2 separate regions of the Danio rerio genome follow, and region 1 is linked to region 2. A link is a contact called in public Hi-C data. All regions are on one chromosome and are shown on one strand. Each heading gives the region's core, a stretch centred on a gene start, on an enhancer-like site or on the middle of the called end of the contact. The rest is flanking DNA. Distances are from core to core; before and after follow the strand shown. Region 1 has its middle 210 kb from the start of si:ch211-147m20.3. Region 2 has its middle 220 kb from the start of nr2f2.

Region 1 (5,958 bases), core at 1,373-3,872, 610 kb before region 2:
TAGTAGGTTTAAAATGCAGCCACTGTATTAAAAGATGCTTATATTTAAATAATAGCAGTGGATATAACAATTGCATATGTATTATTTTCTACTATTCTCCAACAACTTGGTATTACATTAAGATGTAATAGTATAATTTATGTTATACTAGAACATAATTCTCTCATCTAGTTTACCATTAGATTTGTATGTGCTTTATTCAAAACATAACAGTAGGCAGCACACTTCTTTGTAGTTACTTTATAAAAGATTTTATGAACTTTATTTGATGCAAACACCAAAAGCGGAACTGTATTATCCAACTGGAGTGTTTAGTTTCAAATGTGCAGTAGTAGTGTTTAATGTGCAGTTACGCTCCAGCTTAAGTTTACAGAGCTCACGCCTGGTGTTTTGAAATGGTTGGAATAGATTTAATTGGAGCAGTATGTCTTTTATGGACGAGCTGTCTTTAGTTGCGTGCTTTCCCAACCTCTCGACCCGAAGGCACACACCTGGTCTGGGGTCAGGTTTCAGACTGGCTTCCAGGCTTGCAGGTCAAGACCTGGAGCTTCACACACGCTAATCCCTCGCATGGCAACATACTTGACTGAAGGGACTGGTCCAAGCACTTCCAGTCATCCTTGAAAAGTCACACACACACACAAACAGAGAGTATTTTTATAATAATTTACAAATGACAAAAAAAGTATTTATTTATTTATTTTTTTAAAATGTTTCTTTATTGTTTGTTTAACTGTCTATACAGACAAAGTTAAAATTATTAGCCCTCTTGTGAATTTTCTTTTCTTTTTCAAATATTTTCCAAATGATGTTTAACAGAGCAATTTTTTTTTCACAGTATTTCCTATATTTTTTCTTCTGTAAAAAAAATATTTGTTTTTATTTTGGCTAGAATAAAAGTAGTTTTATTTTTTTTTAATAGCCATTTTTAGGTTAATAATGTTAGCCATCTTAAGCCGTTTTTTTTGGGGGTTTGTTTGTTTATTTGTTTTTCACTTGTCTACAGAACAAACCACATATACAATGACTTACCTAATAAACCTTACTTGCCAAATCAACCTAATTAACCTAGTTAAGCCTTTAAATTGCACTTTAAGCTGAATACTATCCTGAAAAATTTAGTAAACTATTATGTACTGTCATCATAGCAATGATAAGAGAGATTCAGTTCTTAAAAATTAGTTATTTAAACTTTCGTGAAAGAAAATCTTCCATTAAAAAGGAATTGAGGGAAAATATACAGGGGCCTAATAAAACAGGAGGCTAATAATTCTGACTGATATATATACATATATATATAAAATTTTTGGACTATGGACTACACACACACACACATATATTCTCTCTCCCTCTCCATTCCTCTGTTCTTCCCCAAAGTGATGATTTAACTCTTTAAGGATGTTGAGGGTCTTTGGTGGGGCATTAGCCTGCTGAGAATTATGGGCTTAAATGAATTATGATGAGTGCATCTGTATGCACAGCCAGCCTAGTGCGCTTTCAGGATGGCAGTGTGTGTATGTGTGTGAGGGTTAGCGCACATGTGCATTTAACCCTTTAGGGACGGAGCGGCCTGGCATGTTTAAGTCTCCTGCTTGCAGTCCCTGAATGGGGTTTAAAGCATAAGGCTTGCTAATGACTCATAATGGCAGTCTTATGTGATTCACAGCCTTTGCTTTTCATGTATGTATGCTGTGAGAGAAACTGATGGCTTTCATCTAGGATTTGATAATTGAAAAGAAAACAAAAATGTTATCTTTGCTGGTGATATATTATTATTATTATTTCTTTTTTATTTAGTTATTTTTATTCTTTTTTATTTTGCCGACTATACATAAAATGAAATAAAATAAATGCTTTATTTCATATGTATTTTTTGTTTATTTAATATTAATTTACTTTATTGATTATTATTTTTATTATTCCTGTTCTTTTATATATATTTTTCTTTCTTTTGTCCCAGCACAATGTTTTTTTTTATTATTTTTTATTTATTTGTTATTTAACTTTTTTTTAAAGTAGTAATGACAATAAAACATTAATATATTTATTTATTATATTATATATAAGCAAACAAACAAACATAAATATTTCCATTTCTGCCAGGTAGCATTTATTAGTGTTTGCGAAATTAGTAAATATTAAAATAAATATAACTGCACATGCAAAGTGCGATTGCATTAATATGACAAAAAAAAAAAAAAAAATATATATATATATATATATATATATATATATATATATATATATATATATATATATATATATATATATATATATATATATATATATATATATAATCCTCTGAAAACAACCAATAATTTGCACTGCTGGCTTTTTTTTTATAATAAAAAACTGCATTTCACACACACACACACACACACACACACAAAATAACCATGCATGAACAATAACAAGGCATGTCCAGTGTGAAAGATTGGATAATGGAAGAGCAGACACATATTCCTCCAAATGGGTGAGACAGTCTAATTGGATTCATTGAGCAGAATTAGTGTCTCCCAGTTTTCACCCAGCCATCTTAAAGCCAGCTGGGTTCACAAACGCCCCTCTGCGAACTGTGACCCGTCCGACCGTCCCGTTCCTGCACACCAGGGGGAGCAGTGATACTGTAGATCCTCCGTCCACTTTCACCACTCATTGTTCCCTGCTGTGAAAGCGGCTTGCAAGACACGAAGGCTTGATTCTGTGGACAGTTTGAATAATAAAAATAGCACACCGCTAGATGTGCATCAAACTGCTCCTCTGTGGCTAGTATGTAGAGTTTGAGAATGAATGGAGGTATAGATGTTGGATGAACACATGCACCGTGTGTTCGGAGATTAGCCGCTTTAAGCTCCATTATTGTTCATCTTTTGGCTTGCTCAAACACAATGCACTGTAGGAAGGCTTTTTGTGGTTTTATTTTTGTGTTAGATTTTTTTTAACCTTTTTTCTTTATTACTTTTCTTTCTGTGGAGTTTGCATTAAAAATAAATGTACAAAATGTCTTTCATTTACATAGAAAGCATATTAAATGCAAATAGCATTTTAATACTTTCAAATACCTTTTGTTAACAAAAAAGTGACATGAAATTTTAATCTATTTTATCCTGTTGTTTTTTATGAGACTGTGTAGGTTCAGTATATTTTACTTTTATAGCAAAGTTTACTTTTATTACCTTTTAAAGTAAATTACTGGATATAATCATATAGGATGCTAAGCTAATTTTAGAAGAGAATTTCAGATGGCACTTTTAGAGGTTTTTGCTTCTGAACTCTTCAAATATCAAAATATGGATGTTTTATTTTCATTAAAGAATAACATATTTATGAGGGGGGTGGGAGTGGCATATTATGCAGATTTGTGTTTGTTAAAATAAATGCAAATCTATAAATATAAATAAACACATACAGTTGAAGTCAGAATTATTAGCCCCCATTTGATTTTTTATTATTATTATTATTATTATTATTATTATTTTAATATTTCCCAAATGATGCTTTATAGAGCAAGGTAATTTTTACAGTAGTAAGAAGAAAGTCTTATTTTTTTATTTTGACTACAGTAAAAGCAGTTTTTAATTTTTTAAAAAACATTTTAAGGACACAATTATTAGCTCCTTTAAGCTACATATATTTTTTGATAGTATACAAAACAAACCATTGTTATGCAATAACTTGCATAATTACCCAAACCTGCATAGTTTACCAAATTAACCTAGTTAAGACTTTAAATGTCACTTAAGGGTTATAAAAGTGTCTTGAAAAATATCTAGTAAAATATTATTTACTGTCATCATGGCAAAGCTTAAATAAATCAGTTAGAAATGATGTATTAAAACTATTATGTTTAGAAATGTGTTGAAAAAATTGGTAAAAAGAAAAATTGACAGCAGGGCTAATAATTCTGACTTTTACTAACCTTCCTGGCGTGTTTGGGTCAAATCTGACCAATTTACAACTTAAAATACTCATAACTATTGTGTTTTACATCTGATTGCCTCAAGGCCTTATGATATCCTGAACACTATGCACTTAAACATATAAAAGTGACCACCTCTTTCGTTGAATGTGAGTGTTTTAATCAACCGTGTTACCTCTGTGGTGTTCCCGGTCAAAAGTGACCACCATAGGAAATTAATGGGTATCCAGACTATATTCAACCATCAACCCCAGACACAGCACTCCAACTCACTCGCACACATTTCAGACTGAACAACATCTTTTGTGGGTACTTATCTCTTTCCCGTGCTTATGTGCCGATCCTCCCATGTGATTACCCCCATTACATTACATGTTCATTTTGTAATACATTTTCAGTGACTATTTGTATATTCACTGCAGTTATTTTATAGCTAATTCTATAAATTCATGTTAAATACTAGTTTGAGACATTGTTCACAGCTAAATGTTGAATAAATGTTTGGTGGTGAAAAATGCTTTTTGTGCAATTTAAGAGCATTTAAAGAGAGTGCTCAATTTTGACCGGGAAAACTAAAGTAAGGGGCAGAAGGTGAACATGACAGGAGGGTTGTTTATTATTTGAAGTTTAATAGTAGAAATAGCATTCATATATGTTGGAGTCACTAATACAGTACATAAATATTGTGAAGTTTGGACTACAAAAAATACAATTTTGTCAGTTGAAAACTTTTATTATTATTATTATTATTATTATTATTATTATTATTATTATTATTATTATTATTATTATTATTAATGTGGTTATTGTTGAGAGTAAACATCTACCATACAAAGCTAAAACATGACTTTGGTGCTACTACATATTTCCATAAATCCTTGAATTTGTATTATTTTATTGTTTTGTTCACCTAATAATAATAGTAAAATCATACTAAATTAATAAATCATATAAAATGTCATAAAAAAAATTTAATCCCGAAAAACTAACACAATCAGCTCCCTTCCCAACAAAAATCCGCAATCAATAACAAACCTGCGACAAGCAAAGTCTTTGTGAATATCATCAGTCCATATTATTCTCCGTGAGTCTGCCATCTGATTGGCTGCTGGCTCTGGCAGTGAGTGGCAGCTGCAGAGAGATGACATAAGTGCCCGTTTAGAATGTTCCCTCTCTTTTGTACATGTTCTATTGTGGTGTGATATTGGTGCCTGTCTGCTTTTTAATGCAGCCGGATTACTCAGCGCTTTCACCCTGTCGCTCAGCTGAACTGTGCTCTCCAACCATCATCTCCAGCATGATTACCTGTTTCAACAGCCGCCGCTTCACTCACTGGCTCACGGGCGCGAGCTCATCTACTCAGGTCTGCCTGATGACAGCAGCGTGGCTTCTGTTAGCAAATGAGTCTGAGAGAGGAATGTTCTCAGGGATGTCGCTGCATGAGCTCCGTGATTTTAGGCGTCTTAGGATGCTTTCACATCAGCCTACTTGTTTTTGAAAAATACGCTTTTTTCTGTTTGGTTTAATTTGGAAATACTCATGATATCCACAATATCTTAAAAAAGTATTTAAAGATGGCATGGATGTAGAGGAATTTAAAACCCATAAAAAGTATTAAATGGGCTTGAATGCTAATTTACAAGGTATTAACAGTCTTAGTGCAATGCATACTCTAGGTACACTGTAAAAAGTTACAGCATTACTGGCAATTTTGGTTGTAAATTGTGGGCTTGTAAATTTTACAGTATTACCTACAAAAATTGCCAGTAAAACTGTACATTTTACAGCAGTTTTTACACTGTATGTTAAAGTTTGGCTGAATTTAATTAAAGTGCTTTTATTTTACCTCTTTTACAAGATGTAAAATAAGCCTTTGGTGTCTTCAGAATGTGCCTGTAAAGTTTCTAAATATTTCCAAAAAGTTTTTAAATATCCATCAGATAATTTGTTATACCTTGCTTAAAATGACAATAAAATGTAACTGTTTTTCATAGCCTGTGAATGAAACTGCATATGAGCATTTGTGTCAGCTTTCCTGC
Region 2 (5,261 bases), core at 1,105-3,604:
CACTGGCTTAAGTGATCTGGCAGGCAGTATGATGCCCTCCCTGTCAGAATCGATCAATCCTGCTGAAATTAAGAGCCAGTAAGTAAACTGCACTTAATATAGAATTTTATCCATGCCCCTTTACACTCAGTGAGCCGCACCAGAGAGGAGGCTTCTCTGAAGGGCCACGGCCCCCAACCACCGACAGCCACGGTGGGTACACAAATGTCATCGCCTCTCTTTTTTTGGGCCTAGCTTGCGATAAATAGAAATGTCAGAGTGCTAGTTGGGCTGCTTTGGATTATGGAGTAGTGTTCTGTCGTGCATTGCTCTTTGTGATTAGGAGACACAGGACGGAGCGCCACCTCTCACCCAATAACAAACCGCATTCACTTCTTCTTGGCCCCCGAAGCAATAGTCTCTGTCCGTAAATGTTAAAGACTTCTTTAAATAAAGAATATGTGTATAGTTCCCCCACCCAGCTCTTTCTGCTGGAAAATAATCTGCTTACATCATTAGGCTAAGCTTGCTGAAACTAATTACCAGATGTTGTGTTCCTTTTTTCTTCTTTTTTTTGCATGTGTGTGTGTGTGTGTGTGTGTCAATTTAAAGACCTACCACTATCCTACCCTTGCTAGCGCCCCCTCCTTCTGTGGCACTTCTATACAATAAAACCATTTGCAAATAACAACAATTGAAAAAAAAAAAAAGTGAATTAGAGAGAAAAAGAAAGAAAGGGAGAAACTCGAGACACACATTTCAGGAGACCTATCTTGTGCTTTTCACCTCCCTCCCCCTTGTTTTTATATGCTCCAGTCATGGGAGGGCTAATAACCTGAACTGAGAAAAAGGAAAATACCTGGAAAAAAAAAGAAAACAGAATGAACCGGGGCAATTGGGGTCCCCCTGTCGCATTTACACTTGGTAGGGATTTTTAAGGGCCTAGTCTAGCTTATCACATTATTAGCCATTAAGAGACATAAAAAGCTCCCTGTGCTTATTGCACTACAGAGGCCCGCTGAGCTTACAAACACCTCTTTTATTTCTTCTCAACTGTTTGGAACACTGTTGCTGCTCGGCCATAAAATATTCTTGAAATTTTAAGATTGTGTTATACATTTAGGATACATTTCAATGGGAAAATTAAACAGGACAGGTTAGTTTTAAAAGTAGGCTTCTAAACTTGTTTAATGCTTGGCTATATTGATTAATATTTTTGTATTACTCATTTAACGTCTCATTTTTATTATACACACTTTGTAGTCTATTAGATTCTCCTCGTATTTAATAAAATGTATAATTGAGCTTCAAATCAATTAGGCTACTGTTAGGAGGTTATTCATTATCAGAAAATAAAGCAGGAAATATTTAAAATGAACTAATTATATTATTGAATCAGTATTAAACGGATTTTATATTATATGAATTGTACTGGGGAAAGCGCTAATAAATTAACGGCTGTTATGATCATATCTGGTGAGGGTGTGTTATTTAAACATTAAACGAATTGTATTTGCAAAACAATTACAATGCGAAATTGTCAATACAAATTTTAACAAGTGTTTAGCAGTGTGTTTTCACAGCTCAACCGCGATTCAAAAAGGCTACTAGTCTCCAGAGAAAATAGGAAATTATTTTGATCAAAATAAAATATAACAGAGATTAAATGAAGCGATTTGACTTTGTCCATTAAACAACTTGTCACTTACAACTACAACAAGAACAAGAACAACAACAACAACAATAATAATAATAATAATAATAATAATAATAATAATAATAATAGTTTATCCTATGCCTTAAGCGCAATGTTTTACAGTGTAAAACAGACGCCGTGTTTCTTTTCTAGTTTCATAAATAACGGCTCACTTTCTATCGCATAATTAGAGCCTTAATATGGCAAAAAAAAAAAAAAAAAAAAAATGAAAGAAAAAAATTGAAAGAAAAACCTGTGACAGTGCCATTACAATGTATTGTAGAACAGACAGCAAACACTGGATCCTGGCGATGTTACAGAGATGTTCTTTTCCCCAGCCTATAAAAGAATAAACAGACAACATGCTCTGAGAGAGAGAGAGAGAGAGAGAGAGGGAGAGAGAGAAGGAGAGAGAGTCTTATCGCAATCCAGACAGCGTTATAGTGATTCATAGCGGTCATTTAAGCGATAATACACTCATTCACAATACTAACAAACACGCGCCCACAGTTATCTGTAAAGTTAAGTCGGTTGGACGCAGGGCGCGGAGCAGGAGGGAGAGATTCAAGATGGTGGTGACTGAGAAATTGACAGGTTAATTTTGGTGCCGATAATAAGAGGAGCACACGGGCAGAAACGAAGGTGCAGAAGACAGTGCTCTACAGCTTGGGTGCAGCGCCATCTATCTTTAACTTATGGTGCAGCAAAAGTTGCCTTGAGTCAAGTAGGCTACTTTAGTGTGTTAAGCGACATTTGAGTAAGATTGATTTTTTTAAAATGTTTTGGTAATGCCTTATTAAATTCTCAAATTGTTATTAGTATTTTTTTTTTTTTATTATTGTAACGTTATTGCATCAATAATGTGTAAATCATAATAACTCCGGATTTTAGTTGCTGTGTATTGAATGTTGAACTCTGTATAGAAATTAAAATATCCTTACAGTTTTTAAAGGTATATTTAAATATATAATTAATTTGGTTTATCTAATTCTGACAAACTTGAAACCATAGTAGTTAATATATAATAAAATCTTAGTAGGCCTATATTAAATACAATTAAAAATAACTAAATATATTTAACAAATTGGTAGGTGTTTACAGTTTAATACATCTGATTAAATTAAACGTGACGCATAAAATAAAAATATATTTAGCTTGCAATTAAAGTGAGTAAACCTCCTAAAATATTTTTTCAACACTCGTTTTCCATTCCTATTTTTTATCATCCTCTGTCTTTGTTTATTTTACCATTTACATTTTACTATTATAGTTTTATATATTTATTATTGTGATAAAAAAATCAATTGTGTGAGTTAGCCTGCATGATATTATAAAATATATAGGCTACATTAAATACTAATAATAAGTTTGATCATGCGGTCCGGCATGTATGCGGCAGTTCCATACAGGAAAGGAACGCAAACTTTTTTTCTCGTAATTGTGTTTCTGGAAAGCATAATATTTATCTAAGCATTACCAAAACCTTAATTGTTTGCAGGTTATTATATGCACGAATTTATCTACAAAACACTCTTATTTATCGAGCGTGTGTGTGTGCGTGTGTTTGAATGGCCATTTCTCTCTTATTTCTCTTTGATCTGTATTGCTTTTGTTTGTGATGTAAAAATTATTGGAAATTATTCTTTTTATATTGATTAAAAAATCACCGTCACATGGTTTTGAACTATTTAGCATGCAGTTGGCAAACTAGTCAAGAAATCAGTATCAGCCTTAATTAGCAGCTACAAACTCCTCGACTAGGTGGGAGAATGTTTCAGGAAAGGTTAGAGAGGTTTCTAAATCTGACACATATTTCTGCCGCTTGTCAGTACAATGTGCAGAGTCGGCAAGCTTCTCTAATTAACTCTCCCCTCTCCATGGCTTTATATGAATCAGCATGCAACATTACCATAATGATATAGTATTATTGTCGTTCCTATACGTCTCTCTGTGTTGAAATAATTCCAGGCCTTTCTTTTTTTTCTCGCACAAACATGTTTACGCCGTTTTGTGTATTTCTGTTTACGTTTTTTCTCCCTTCTGTTATCGCAACGTGACATTCCGTGCAAAATGTTTGTTTACAGAAATGTTTACTTTTCTTTTTGATAAATAGTTTTATCCACTTTAACCAAAAATATCAAAACATCTCAAACTTTTAAAAGCAATAAAGCAATATATTCGTGCGCAGTAAATACATAAATAAATAAATAAATAAATAAATAAATAAATAAATGCACATACAGATATATGTATAAATACACATATAACAAAATAAAATAAATAAATCAATAAATAAATAAGAAACAAGCTGGACTTTAGGCGCAGTGAACAGTACTTAAAAGGCAACCTATTTTGACCCAATTAGTGTATTTCTCTGGAGCTTGCCTGTTGTACAGCTCCCAAGACCACGATCCCTTCTGGGTTCTTCTGAATTGAATTTGCTGGCTCTTAGATGCCTCTGCCCATCTCCCAATAGCGTACCCGTTGGCTGGGAAACTCTAAGTTCACTAAGCTGAACTCTTTGGCTCTTTTGCCGTGCTGAAAAGCTGTCAGCTTTGTGATCGAGACCCATATTTTCAAAGCAGGTTATATAGAACACCTACCTCTCCAGTATCATTTATTTAAAATCCCTTGAAACAAGTTCAAAAATATGGACAAAACTTTTTTTTTTTTTTTGGTTAATTAGAGATCATTGATGTCGCATACTTTGATAGCGGTTTCATTTGTAACGATCGTTTCATTTTGTTAAAATGTAAAAACAGATATTCAATTAGGCAATCAACAATTAGAAATTAAAGTATAGCCTAATCAGTTTTACCACATCTCAAGCGTTAGTTGGTACCAAACACGTGTGATTTTAAAAATTGCAATAATAAAAGTAGAAACCCTGGTTCATTAGCTCCATTCATTTCAAGGTAGCCCTTAAATTGCATTCTTTGTTTTGCCTGTCTGCTCTGCGTGGAACCATCAGCCTATACCCAAAGGGGAAGTACAAACAGCAGAGCAATTTGGCATCATTACAAAGCACCGCTACCTGGGTAGCTTCAGTGTTCAGACACACTCGGCTTGTGTCTTGAAGGAATAGAGCATTCTGATGTGACAAGTGAACAGTGTCCCAGGAGTAGAAGACTCTCTTGAGCCTTTGCCAAGTTGCACTACTTCAACTTTTTGTTGCTAAAATGTTCTTCCAGCATAACTTCCCACAGACATCTTTATTGTTTTGCCATAAACACAGAAAGAAAGGAAGACAAAGAAATGTAAATACCATCCTACAGTACCTGTACTGATTTTTGTTTCGTTTTTTACATGGAATTCACTGAGCATAAAAAACCCAGTGCATTTGCTATTTAAAATAGAATGTAGATGCTATAGACTTGCATTAATCAGACAACTGATTGGCCTGTAGTGGCAATGGAATACTTTTACCTCTCAGACCATCCAAGAGGTAACAAAAAAATTCATAAATCAAAGACAATAAGTGACTCTTCGCTCCAGACTCAAAATGAGGCCATGGAAATGCCACTATTGACCCGACTGCATGATTGAACTCTCACCCCATGCCATACGGTGCTGGATGCCCGCGCGT

The links. Hi-C and Micro-C count contacts between places; a contact is called where the count stands out from the background.
Region 1: a contact with region 2 is called in a Hi-C map of an unstated tissue, with 9 times the contacts expected there. The contact joins two enhancer-like sites. A contact is called at or near these places in 2 of 18 Hi-C or Micro-C datasets (embryo and an unstated tissue).

The regions. Positions count from the first base shown.
Region 1 is chr18:25,685,160-25,691,117 of GRCz12tu, reverse strand. No RefSeq gene overlaps it. Among named protein-coding and RNA genes, the nearest start is that of si:ch211-147m20.3, 210 kb to the left of the region's middle. Within about 2 kb of position 2,622, at least 8 of the 62 cell types and tissues checked have an H3K27ac peak or open chromatin away from gene starts, as enhancers often do.
Region 2 is chr18:25,076,329-25,081,589 of GRCz12tu, reverse strand. No RefSeq gene overlaps it. Among named protein-coding and RNA genes, the nearest start is that of nr2f2, 220 kb to the left of the region's middle. Within about 2 kb of position 2,354, at least 24 of the 62 cell types and tissues checked have an H3K27ac peak or open chromatin away from gene starts, as enhancers often do.